Linked DNA regions of Mus musculus: region 2 is linked to region 1. A link is a contact called in public promoter capture Hi-C data. All regions are on one chromosome and are shown on one strand. Each heading gives the region's core, a stretch centred on a gene start, on an enhancer-like site or on the middle of the called end of the contact. The rest is flanking DNA. Distances are from core to core; before and after follow the strand shown. Region 1 holds the start of Macir (macrophage immunometabolism regulator). Region 2 holds the start of 1810006J02Rik (RIKEN cDNA 1810006J02 gene).

Evidence for each region. Promoter capture Hi-C pulls out the DNA fragments that hold promoters and counts their contacts.
Region 2: a contact with region 1 is called in a promoter capture Hi-C map of liver, with 2.8 times the contacts expected there. The contact joins the promoter of 1810006J02Rik here to the promoter of Macir in region 1. A contact is called at or near these places in 4 of 39 promoter capture datasets (hippocampal neurons, liver and stem cell-derived epiblast-like cells) and 1 of 115 datasets of contacts at active chromatin or transcription factors (pancreatic cancer cells).

Annotation. Positions count from the first base shown.
Region 1 is chr1:97,656,293-97,663,427 of GRCm38.p6, reverse strand. It overlaps Macir (macrophage immunometabolism regulator), which reads left to right and starts at 1,410. Exons shown (of 3, transcript NM_133825.3): 1 at 1,410-1,597.
Region 2 is chr1:98,128,660-98,135,348 of GRCm38.p6, reverse strand. 1810006J02Rik (RIKEN cDNA 1810006J02 gene) reads right to left here and starts at 3,882. Exons shown (of 3, transcript NR_040439.1): 1 at 3,645-3,882; 2 at 1,748-1,837.

The DNA.
Region 1 (7,135 bases), core at 161-2,660:
GGTGTTCTCTTAAAAAAATTATGAGTTCAGACAAAATGAAACTAAGCTTCTTGAAATAATTTGTAATGTTTCCGAGGTAGTTTTATAAGAACGAACATCAGAATACACTGCTGTGATAAATGTTCAAATCTGAAAATACTTGGAGCATCTTCTACTAAGGTACCCATGGTGGTGGGGCGGGGAGGGGGGGGCACAAAACAACTGAACAAATAAATATAAAACAAAATTTAATCACTTGAGCATTCAATACCTGTACAGTGTACTAGGGTCTATCTATATTTGATAAGTTACATGAATATCATGTTGGGGAAGAGTAACTGAGAACATTCATGAATCTGGCCTCTTCCTTCCTTTTTCTGATACTTACATCAGAGCATATGAGAAGCAATTGAGTAAGTGTCCTTCAGTTGCAGAGAAACCAGAAGCCACATCTTGGAGCCAGAGTGTATTTATTAACCTTGGTAATTTGGGGGACATATATAGACTCTGGAACATGAACTATTTGCTTTAAGTTTGTATTAGTCTAGATGAAATGTATGACTTTATGTTCAGATAAAGCACCGTTTAAAAGGCCACACAATGCAGGAACCTGAATTTAAATTTATAAATACACAAACAGCTCAGCTATATGAAAGGTCTGTGACTTCAAGGATGTAACTCATGTTTTCTGTCTTAAAAATGTGGACTAGCACAGTTGAGAGCTGCAAACTTGGGAATGTGCGTCAAAAGGGTTGGCACCTAGAGCTAAATAAATATCAGCAAATATTTGTAATGCTGCATTGACCACTTCGGCAGGGGAGTGGCATATGGACTGAGAAAAGAAAATCTTGTTGGGATGGCACCTCATCCCTGTAATCCCAGCGCTCTGGAGACTAAGGCAGAACGGTTCTCCGGAGCTTAAGTCCGGCCTTGGGTACAGAGTGAGACCTTGTAAAGACAGAACAGGAAGGAAGCTAGAAAGGAAAAGAGAAGAGAAACAAGTGACTCAGAATTTAGTCTTCACCCCGCCCCCATATTTAGTTGTTGACATTTATTATTATTATTATTTATTATTATAGTATAATTTTAACTTCATGGGCTTCTGCTCTTCTCAACTTCTGATCAGCAGAAACTCAAAAATCACAGCCATCCCCACAGAGTTTAGCACACCGCTCTGTGGGAGCGGCCCGCATTGTCAGGCCTGTGAGCTGCGGCTCCCCGGAGGGTGCGGCGGACTTTGGTCCGGGAGCAGTGTGGCATCACGCCGCCGCCTCCCGTCCCCGCAACAGCCTCCGGTTCTGCGCTCTCACGCCGCCGGCCCAGCCGCCCGCCCAGCCGAGCGTGCGAGCCTGGCGCAGGAGGCGGGCTCTGCGCTTCCCGGCCTCGCCTCCGCAGCCCGCGGGAGGAGGCGGGAAGGCGGGCGGAGGCGGGGGAGGAGGCGGGACTACGGCGGGCCGTAGCTGGCGCCGAGCGCGGTGGGAGAGCAGCGGGTACCCGGCTGGCTCCGCTGGCGGCCTCTGCCCACACCTCGGCGCCGCAGCCCCGCGCCTCGCCCGCCCTTGGCTTCGGGGTCTGCGGCTGCCGGCCATAGAGGAACCGGCGGAACCCTGGACGACCGGTACGTTGGACGGGGAGCGCCACTCCTCCTGCAACCTTTTGTGCTGCAGAGGTGGTGGCGGGGATGGGTGGGGTACGCGCGTGAGTGTGGGTGCCCCAGTCAGCGAGCCACTGTGCCAGCCCCAGGCACGGCGCCGCCCCTTCCTCCTCGCCTCGTGTCCCGGCCGGGCGCGCGGTGTGTGCGCAGCGCAGGGAAGCCCCGGGCCGCGCCGGCCTCCGCGATGGCTGATGGCTCGGTGACACCGGGGCTGCGAGCGGCGCTGGTCCCTGAGCCTTGGTGCGAATGGCTGGCGTGGTGGTGGGGGGACTGGAGCCTGGGGTGGGGCCCGAGCGGGGTGCGAGAGCCCGCAGCTTCCTGGCACAGGGGTGGGGCCGGCGACGCGGGAGTGTGCGGCGCGGGTGAGTGTGCGGGGGCGTGCGCCCCGTGCGCGCGCGGCGAGCGAGCGAGCGAGCGGACGGACCGGCGGGCGGGCGGGCGTGCGCTCGCCGCCGACATGCGGTGCGGGGACTCTGCGACCCGGAGCGACGCTCCCGCGGTGCCAAGGTGCGGAAGTCTGAGCGCGTCGGCGCGCGCCAGCTAGGCGGCTCGCCCTACCCGCAGCGCCAGGCGGCAGGCCCGGCGGAGGCCCATTGAGAAGTAACGCTCGCCCGGCTTGCCGCGCCTCTGGCCCCAACGGTGTACAAGCCGCGGCTGCGGGCTACAGATAGCGGCGGGAGACAGCCCCTGGCGACCTTATCTCGGCCACCAGTGCGCGCTGCACCCCGCGGGCGAGGCCGAGGCCGGTGCGGCGGCTGGTGACGGACAGACGGACCGGCGGTGGCGGAGGAGCGCCTGTGGACTGGGGAATCGCGGCCGGGCGCTGGCCAGAAACTAAGGCGGCAGATGTCTCGGGCACCGCCACCCTCGCCCCACCTGTCGCTGGTGGACTTTGGGGCGGGTGGGAAGCCTAGGAAAGGGCGCCTGGCAGCGGCCGGCGCTCAGACCTTGAGAAGCGGCCCATTGTGAAGCTGCCAAAGTCGCTCTAGTGGTGGAATCTGCAAATCTCGGCCAGGAAGGAACCCAGTTCGCGAAGGGAAGGACAGCCGCGTGCTTTCCCCCTGGCAAGTGTCTGGCTCGCTAGAGACTCCCGGGCTCTCTGCCCACGCCGCTTTGCTTAGAGTGGGCTGAGGATTTCTTCAGAACCAGGGTTTTGTTTTTGTTTTGTGTTCTCTCTCTCTCTCTCTCTCTCTCTCTCTCTCTCTCTCTCTCTCTCTCTCTCTCTCTGTGTGTGTGTGTGTGTGTGTGTGTGTGTGTGTAAGTGGGGCTGGAAACACTGGGAGACACTGGCGCTGAACTTTTTCATCCTTCCAAGAGGAGTAATTATGGACACAGCAACACTGTACCCTATTAGAGGCTCCTAGCTGAAAGAGCAGAAGTCGCACAAGATCTCCGAGGTTTCTAAACTTTACTTTATGTTGTTTTTCCTCGAAATGCCACTATATAATTTCAGGTGCCGGGGTCTTTTACTGTAGTGCAACAAGCTAGACACTAAGGATTGGAAACGACTCTTTCACAAAATTTATTTTCCCAATTAGTTCCATATGTGGTTATTCTCCCAGAAGCTTTGGGCTACAGTGTATGCGTGGGTTATTTTAATGATTTGGGTGTTTTTATTATGAGACCTTGGATTAAAAACAAAACGGACAGGATGACATGTTAGCGTTCATGAGCACCGAGACTACTCAACTTTGGTAAGACTTGGTGCATAAAATGTGTTTTGATGTTTAGTTGTAGATAGAACTGTTAGCACCAAGTCTCCCAGGTGTGAGGGATCACTGACAGTACTAACAGCCGATTAGCTTCCATCTATGTATTACCATAGTTTCGAAGAGAAACTTAACACTTTGTCTTAAAAAGTAATGGGTGTGATGAGGACATTAGTTTCTAAACACCGTTTAAGTTTTTGTTTCCTGATTTGAGGCCTCAGTTATTTTCCCAGTGGATACTCAGTTTTTAGCTTTCCTTCCGGAAGGTGAATCACCACCAAAGATACCCGTGTCTTCGTGGTTAGGTTTCCAGAAGAGGCAGGTTTCTTATAAAGACTGCGAGTAGACTTTGTGGTTTCAGCTGTTGTCAGACATGTTTGGAGTGAAGCTGAATGTGATATAGTAACGTGGGCTTGATTTTAATTAGCAGAGATGGAAACCAAGTGAATGCTGGGCTCTTTAAGGGTCCTGCTATTAAGGGAACTGATACTAGAAAGAGGAACACACACACTTGTGTCTTTCTGAACCAATTATGGGTTGCCTTACCATGCTGGGAAGGTTGGCGGTTTGTTGGTAAGGTCAAAGGAGGTTTTTAAAAAGTCACACTACACGTGATAACTGCTTTTCCAAGCCCTTAGTGATTTGGTTTTTTTACAAGCCGCAGAAAGGTAAGAAGGTTGCAAGTGGTCACCATGGTGAGAGCGCATGGGTTCAGCAAAGCATTTTGTTTTCCATTCGGTGTTCTAATCTGTCTGGCCGCTGAACCGTTTTAGTTCTGTTCAGTGTTTTTCTACTTGAGGAATGCGTTAGTCCCTCATTTATTTATTTTAGAATAGCCTTTGAGAGCAGAAAATATTTTGATTACAAAACATTTTCACCAGTTGAAATGGAATTTCCCTTGCCTGTGGCCCCTGCCCCCTATATATGCTTATATAGCCACTTATATAGTGATAAAATTTGGTATTTTTCTATTTTTAAATTAGTGGATCTGGGGTGATGCCTGAAATACACAGATTTAGGTATTTAAGAGGAAAGAGTTTGTTTAGAACTGAAAATTTCCATGTGAGGCGTTCTTTGTTTTGTGGGAAAACAGAAAACTGGTGTCATATGGTGTTCCAGTTTGCTGTTCCACGTTGGAGGATTTCATCTGACATGGTGGTAGGCCTTTAAACCTGCCCCCCTGCTTTTCCACACTGAGAGAGAGTGTTGAATAGCTGGATACACCATGGAGCCAATGGCTTGGTGGATGTGCCTCCCAAAGTACAGAAGTAGGAAGATTTATTTTCTGTTCCAAACCTCACATCTCTTTGCTGTTTTATACATTGGGATAAGGTAACAACATGTTTGTCATCCAAAGATACTTGAGCATTCAAGAGGCTCCACAGATAATTATGCCAGGGAATACATGAATGAGATACTATTTTAGAAGGAGTTTATTAACTGTAATGCTATATATCACTTACCAGTTTATGCTTTAAACTTTTCTACTTGTAGAGTCTCCTTGCAGTCTCTGTTAGATGTCTTCCCTTCCTTACCTGTGGCTTGCCTGTCCAGACACAGTTAGCTGCCCTTGGCAGTGTTTAAGTTTCCTGTCCACATTATTTACAGAGTAATGCCATGGAGCTGTTTGTTTCAGCTCTCTGTTTTGGAAACATTGTATCTTAAAGCTTTAGTTCCATTCACCTTAGTATGTTTTCCTACGTAATTTTTTTTCTTTCTGTCCAAAGAATTGGACATCGGTCTTTCCCATTCACTGTCTTAAGTCTTCAAATGCTAGGATAAAACAATATTGTTAGGGAGTTCCAGATTTTAAAGTTAGATAGCTTTATTTGAAAGTTGTGTTTTGGGATGACTTTATTACAGCTTTTAATTTTTATTTTAGGAGATGGTAGGGAAAGCTTTCCTATAACTTTGCAGTAGATTGCTGTCCGGGCAGTGTTTTAGGAGGTGTACAGCTACACTGTTTCTTGGCTCTGCTGTCTCCTGTCTGCTGTCTTCCTTCTGTCTCCTTTTTCACTATGTGATGACCTGGGTCTTCCTGGTGCCTGTGGCTGGATGGTGCTCAGTTACACACAAGCAGCAATGTCAGGAGTGAGAAGGAGGACCAGGAGGATGCCCCTGCACTTGGCTGTGGGATCTGCTCTATTTTTGACTCCACAGTGTAAACCAGGGATAAATCAGTCACTACACTTTTGCTCATTATGAAACCATGGAGTGTTGACTCCTTCATCAACTCCGTGCTGTGTGGTAATTGCTGTAAGGCTCCTCTGCTTTTAAATTTAGACTGAGGATTTAACCAGGTCTGTGTCTTTCTATTGATGGAAAAAAAAAATAGTGCATCTAAAAGCATGGAAAGAAGATGCCACCAAATCCCTGGTACAAATTATGAGAAAGAAATGAAATTTAAGACTTTCAGGGTTGTTTTTATTCAGAAGTAAGGCATTCACATTTTTCTATTGTTTGTTTTTGGTTTGCAGTCTAAGTTTCTAAGAGTGTGGATTAAATTTGTCTCACTTTATGACTGAAAACCTGGCATCCAGTTGGAAAACAGCCAGTAGCCTGCAAATATTGTTGGAGATATTTCCTGCCATTCTGTTTGTCTTAAGGTTACTGTTGCTGTGATGAAACACCGTGACCAGAGCAAGGTGGGGAGGAAAGGGTTGATTTGGCTTACACTTCCACATCTTAGTCAATCATTGAAAGAGGTCAGGACAGGAACTCAAGCAGGGCTGGAACCTGGAGGCAGGAAATGATGCGGAGGCCATGGAGGGATGCTGCTTATGGCCTTCCTGTTCATGGATTGTTCAGCCTGCTTTTTAAGGTAGATTTCAGAACCATCAGACAGTAAATAAGAAAATGCCCTATGGGCTTTTCTATAGCACTTGTGTTATTTACACTTTAAAATATTTATCTGTTTGTCTGGGGTGTGTGGGTGTATGTGGTGTGTTTATGCATGTGTATGAGTGTGTTATGTGGTATTCATGTGTGTGTATATGTGTCTGTGGTGTGCCTGTGTATTATGGTGTGTGTGTGTATATGTGTGTGTGTGTTCTGGAGTTTGAACACAGGTCTTCTCCATACTTGTGCTTTGTTAACATTTTAAAAGTTTGCAATCACCTTGCAACTAGTAATAAAAACTGCCCCTCCAGTCATTTCACAAACAAGGCAATAAAACCTTTTATATGAAATAACCCCCTGAAACACTAGAGTAGGATTCCACTCATAGAAATTAGTGGATGCATGTTTTTGCTAGCGTTATTATCCTGCCAAAGGTTGCACTTCTATACAAGTTTGAGGCTAGGAGAGTGGGCCGTGGAGCCTGGCTGGCAGGTGTGCAGGTTCCTTCACTGTTCTCAAGTGGTGGTAGTTTAACTGAATACTTCAAAGTGAGGTTAATAATATTTTCTTCAAGGAGTAAAGATATCACTTAAATTATGTCCTTTGGCATGTAAAAGATGCTGAAAAATTGTTTCTTTTTCCTTCAATTCCCTACTACAAATGTGAATTTCCTAACAATGTTCTATAAAATTCTTGGGGGCGGGGGTAATTATATGAAGTGAATACTTGCATCCCTAGGGAACAGATTTTGTTTCACTGTGCTTCAGTTTCTCTCAAGACCACAAGCCTCATTGGTGAGGGAGGCCCAAGCCTTAATTATGTGGATTGCTTGTTTGCTAAATTTAAACATAGTTGGCTGTAAAAATAAATTAAATAAAACATGTCTGTTGTCAGCATTGGGAGAAGTGCCCGTGGGTGATAGCACCAGGGTTCATGATGGGCCAGTGTACTGAGT
Region 2 (6,689 bases), core at 2,633-5,132, 470 kb before region 1:
CCACGTTTACGTACATAACTGAGTATCTTAGTCTATCTTAGTTAGTATTTCCATTGCTGTGAGGAGACACATTGCTGTGAGTTAGTATTTCCATTGCTTAAGAGTAGCCATGACCAAGGCAACTCTTAAGCTAACATTATTTGAGGCTGGCTTACAGTTTCAGAGGTCCATTATCATCATGGCAGAAGTATGGCAAACATGGTGCTGGGGTGCTCAGAATTCTACATCTTCTTCAGAAGGCAGCCAGGAAGAGACTGGATTTTTTTTTTTCACACTGGGTGTAGCTTGAGCATTTAAGACCTTAAAGCCCCTCCTCCACAGTGACAAACTTCCTCCAACAAGACCACACCTCCTCCGATAAAGCCACACCTTCTAGCAGTGCCACATCCTATGGTCAAACATTTAAGCACATGACTCTATTGGGGCCACACCTATTCAAACCATCACGTGGTTCCTTTTCTACTGTTAACTGCAGACTGGTTGATTAAAAGAGAACTGAAAATATTTACTATAAATCTAGAGTCTGGGAAGTCCAAGAATAAGCCTCTAGGATCTGATGTGGCCTTTGCAATTTCATTATCATACAGGAGAAAGCAGGAAAAAGGGGCACTGAGCCCTGTGTTCTTCTGTGGAAAAAGAGAAGAGGAAAGAACAACCCCTCCAAAAATCCAACATCTTTTAAAGGTATAGTAATCAATTTCTCAGAGCGTAAGCCTCAAGAACTAAACAGCACTGAAGTCCCCACCTTGCTCATGCACTGCTTTGGAGATTAATGTTGGAAAGTCCGACTTTGGAAGGAACATGTCAAAAATCATTGCAAATCAAAATATCACAATACCCGTAATGTTGAAAGGAGTGTTGTGAGCCATCTCTGAGCTAGATAGTCTTCAGAAAACATAGCAGCAAGGTTTTGCCTGCTTAATACTTATGTATTAAATAGGCATGGTGGCAGATGACTTTAATTCAAGCAAAACCAAGAGAATCCCTGACTTAGGTTAGCTTGCTTTACCTAGTGAGTTCCAGGCCAGCCCAGGTTAGATATTGTATAGGGAGACCCTGTATCAAAAAAGAAAAAAAGACACTTTTATTTTATCTCAACATGCATAGAATTGCAATGTCTCTTACATTAGGTAGAAAATAAGCTTATTAACAATGCTCTTTAAAAATTTATTGATACATAAAATAACAATGACCCTTGGTGATAATCAATTCTATTGGTTACTAATGTTTTGTTCCCTCACATGGTAAGAGCTGTTCATCGGGGAGTAGTTCTTGTTTTGCAGACTGAGTAAAATGGGGTTAAAAAAAATTAAACTCAGCATGTGTTTTTCTCCTGGTACTAAAATGTACTAATAGCAAGGTCTACAATAATGACCATAATAGTCTGTGATAAGCTGAAGAACAGCCTCTCCAGATATCCATGCTCTACTAATCAGCACTCGAGATTATATTACAGCAAAGAATTATTTGAAGGTCTCAGTAAATTAGAGGGGCTATAAAAGCATGATTATTCTCGATTATATACCCGTGTCAGCCCAATGTAGTCCCACAGGACTTTGTTACAGAGAGGAAAAAGATCAGAAATACAGATTTTCTTGGAAGCAGCGGTTGGGGTGATGTACTTGGAGAATGTAGGCAGGGGAGCCAAGACCCATGGAATGTCGATGTCTATTGGGAACTAGAAAAGGCTCACAGAAGCTCTTCAAATTCCTGAAGCAGGAACATAGGACTGGCAAAAGCAATTTACCCAGGAAAGTTGTTGTGGATGGCTGTCCTCCATAACTGTAAGATGAATAGGATTGTGGCCATTTCCACAAGTATAAAACGATACTGTCTTCTGTTAAGAAAAAGAGAGAATAATCATATATCTAGTTATAAACACATGCATTTATATCATTTATGTATCATAAAACAAAAAAAAAAATAACATAGATTAAAAACTCATGATGATCCCGATAGTCATGTTGTAACGGTGTACCTCTCCTTCTATGATACCTTTTGAATTAGTCCTATTTATTCCTTATAGTGGATTTTTCTAGGTGAAATATAAAGCCTTCGTGAAATGCTATTTTTCCTTGATGATAATAGTTTTTTAATAATAATTTTAAGATTAAAAAAACATTACACAGGGAAAGGAATTGTAGAAAAGCCTCAGCATTTCCAGGCACAGAGAAGAATATGACACAGAGGCATGCCTTTGATGCCCCTCCACCTTCTCCAGCACTCTGTTTCCTACCTGCTTTCGCCCCCAAGGAAATTAGCTGTAGGTGAGAGTTGGAGCATGCGCACAGCTTTCTGCTAATCGGCTGTTCATTACTATGATGATTTAACTCTGAAGCACTGCTCTTAAAATTCTGGTGCCATCAGTAGCTATGGTGAGTGAATAAGTGATGGCCAAGTTCCAGGTCACAAGTCATCTATGAAAGTCTCTAGCGTGAACCAAGACCTGCTTCCACGCTCTGCGATGTGGTCTTTGGGGTATACATACAATGCCCTTCTGGCCCTGGCAGTCCATAAAAATAGAAATGTGAAGTAAACTATTTCCTTTGATTATTTTCATGTCTATTTTCAGCCCACTTACATAAACCCATAGTCTGGCTTCTGAGATTAGGAAAAGTAAAACGTAGCAGATAGGAACAATAAGGCATAAAAGTTATCCCACCTTTAAATGAATGAATGATTTTAATTATCACCTTATAGCTCAGTTGGTTAATTGTATTTAATTTTTTCATATTCCTGCTACTGATTTCATTATATCTATTATCCCTTTAAAATTGCCTATAACCTACAGTTAGAGTATCTTCAGAAACGAGCCAATTAAACAGGGGCACAGACCATTAAGTAACTTAATTGCTTGTTCAATAGACTTTGTCGGTTTATTTTAGATTATTCTATGTTTGAAAAAATTACTTAAATGCATGGCTGACATAAGCTCCTTCTCCCTGTTCACAACTGGAAACCACACCGTGATAACCTCCCTCTTCAATGTCGATGTAATCCCAAAGGACAACATCTGCTCTTAAGATTTAAACTGAGCTCTTCCAAAAAGACTCCCCATGTCTTCACCTTCACTTGTCCAGAGCCTCTCTCTCTCTTCTTTCTGCCTTTGCCTCCCTACCTTTCTCCATCCCCTGCCCTCTCTCTTTGTCTTCCTTTAATTGCATTGGATTGGATTCTTCAGTTGGGGACCAAGTGCTGCTCAGCAATTCTTTTATTTAACTCTAATTGACTCCCTATTGTACAGCAGCTGCTTGGAAATGTGTCTCAAGGCACCTAACTCACACCTGTCATAGTTACTCTCAGTAAATTATTTCGCCTTACACCTAAATCAAAAAGACCAGAGCCCTCAAGCAAACTCCTGTTCTGGTTTACAGAGTGTAATTCTTATTCTACCCTTCAAAATTTTTCAGACTCTTACTCTGTTTAGTCACTGCCTAAGCGTAAGGAAGGAGTATTGTTCCATTCCAAAATTAACTATTCTGTTGCATGGATGAAACACTGTTTTACCTACAACATTTATTCTATACCAGAAACAAGGCTGACATGTTTAAATCTTTCGGTCCTGAAGGCTACGGGATTACAGAAGATAAAAATATTTCAGTAAAGGTACGTGACTGAAGAGACTTATTTAATAGTCAACTCACCCCTCGTGAGAGGCCTCTGTTCCTCGACTTACTGAGTTCCTGGATTCTGCCTAGATATCACCAGCGTTCAGTAGCCCACACTGAGATAATGCCATCCATGGTGATAGAACAGGCAGTGAGAAACTATCTTGCCTCCCTGTAGGTCTACTTCTGAGATTCCTTGAGTCCAGAAACATTCAAGCTACTACTCCAGGCGCTGTGTTTTAGGCATAAGCTGTAGAAATGCCTTCCTCGAGCTGTATTTCCTCTGGTCTCTCTCCTTTCAAAGACCATTTCCTTATATAGCATTCAGCTTCATTTCCTCTAGCAAATACTCAGAACAATTCTCTCGTCTCTAATTGAAGTCACTTCCTCTTCTTCTAATGTGGAAAGAGGCTTGGTGTATGTTTTGGTTACATAGTTAATAATTATTCTTACATGGAACAGATGGATAGGAAGGTCTCACTTTCATAATGATATCAATATTTCATGTAACCTACTATTAGAATATATACTTACTAGATGCCTTTTCACAAAGTCACTTGTGGGGTCCTCTAAATGTATCATCTCATTTAATCAGCCCTCTAAGTGTATTATCTCATTTACTCTTGCCCAAAACATAATTAGTTCTTATTGTTAGCTCCATTTTCCAATTGAGTATATAAAAGAGGAGCACAGAAGTTGCCTGAATCTGTAGAGATGGAAAGGAGGAGGGCAGGTTTTACACAGAGATGTCTAACCCATTGCTCTGGCTCTTGTTCCCCCAGGCCAAGATCCTCTCTGCACTTATAGATAGCATACAATGTTGATGAGCAATGGAATTGAATGGATTCATCCTTTTAAAATACAGTATGTTTTCTTTCTCAGTCATATTCTGAAAGAAAACTGAACTCTTAAAGGGAGAACTAAGGGGCCAGAGGGAGAGAGCTTAGTCGCTGAAGCACTTGTTTTCCAAGCACGAGGACCTGGGTTCAGTCCCTAGGACTCACAGGAAAAACAGAACAAAGTAACAACAGTAACCACAAAAACTTGACTCTGCTGGGCTGAAAGCTTCATTCCAGCACTGGAGAGGTAGAGACAGGAGGATTCTGGTGGCTCACTGGTCGGTCAGCCTAGAGTGTTTGGCAAGCTAGGTCAATTGACATACAAGGCCAATGAGAGGCCCTGTTTCAAAAATCAAGGAAAATGACCTTTAAAGAATAATGCCATCTCCATAGGTCACCACATTCAAGCATGCACACACACACACACACACACACACACACACACCCAAGAGAGAGAAATTTAGAAAAGAAAAGCAAAGGTTCACAAAAAGAGATGTTACACTGTTACGTATCCAAGCCTCTTGTCTTAGAGTTTGGTGTGATAAAACACCATGACCAAACCTGGCTTGGGAAGGGAAAGGGTTTATTTCATCTTTCAAGCCTCAAATTATACTCCTGTAACTAAGGAAAGTCAGGGCAGGAACCTGGTGGCAGGAAGTGAGGCCACAGACACTATGCTAAGTGGTTCTCAACTTGTGAGCTGCAACCCTCTAAGTCTTTGCATATCAGGGACTTACGACACAGTAGCAAGACTACAGTTAGGAAGGAAGGACTTTTATGGTTGGTGGGTGGCAGTTCACCACAGCATGAGGAACCTGTTTAAGGGCTGCAGCAATAGGAAGGTCAACCACCACCTAGAACCACGGCTTACTGCCTTCTTCCCCACAGGTTGCTCAGCCTGCCTTTTTATACAGCTCAGAACCACCTGCCCCGGGCTAGTGCTGCCCACATCTATCACTAATCAAGACAATTCTCCACAGGTTTCCAAACAGGTTGTTCTTATGGAGGTATTTTCTTTCTTTCTTTCTTTTTTTTTTTTTTTTTTTCCTGAGACAGGGTTTCTCTGTGTAGCCCTGGCTGTCCTGGCACTCACTCTGTTCCCTCATTACAAGTTTGCTTCAAGTTAATAAACACACACACACACACACACACACACACACACACACACACACACACAACTGACCCTTGTCAGCTTGACACACAAATGCATAACTATCAAACCATAACCTTTCCTTTCTTGTTCACCTTGGAGTTCTCATATGAATAGCAGTATCTTGATATAAAAATACATCCTGGGCTTTAAAAGTCCCAGAGTCTTTAAAAATTCAAATACTTTCAAAATCCATTCCCTTTAAAACACTCGAGTCTTAGCATTTGGCAAAGTTCAAAGTTCAAAGTGTGTCTAAAGTATACCAGGTGCCTCAATTGTGGGCTCTGGAAAAATCACAAAAGAAGGTAAATACATTCTTACTTCAAGAGGGAAGACACAGGGAGGGCATAGTCACAATCAAAGAAAAGCAACATTGTCAAGTCCAACAGGACAGAGTTCAGTGTCAGTTCTGGGACTCCTGATCTTCTGGCCTCAAAGGGTTTAGGTGGCTCCTCTCCAGCTCTGCATTCCACAGCATGTGCCGCCTGTCTCACAGGATCAGGTCAGATCCACTCCACATTTGCTCTGTCCTGGGACATATGCTGAGGCTACTGACATCTCCAAAATGCTGGGATTTCTGCTACAATTGAGGCTGCACTTTCACCAATGGCTTCTCCTGGCCTTTCACAGTGCCAAGCTTCAGGCACTCTCTCTGACTCTTTCCACACCTTCAAATTTGGTAACACCTGGTAAACTCTTACACATTACCAAGTTCAGATACCAACATGAATTTTAATCTTGGACCTCTCTGGACCACAGCTTCTATGTGCCTACCACAGGAAACTACTTCCAAAATAAATGTTGCCTCAGTGATGCTGGTCCCTTCTTAGTCACAGCTGATTTACTTCAGCCATAGCTGAGTAATATCAGTAGTCCAACAGAGCAAAGGTTTCACTTTATGGTTCTGTTCTCTTGCTGCTTGCTGATTCTTCATCCCCCAGCTGACTAGAACCACAAATTATTAACTTAAAATATTACTCAACATTAACAGAATCTGAACTTCCACATACAACTTAATAAGCCAGGTATCTTAGTTATTTTTTTCTATTGCTATGATAAAACACTTACAAGAGAGAATGTTCAACATAATTT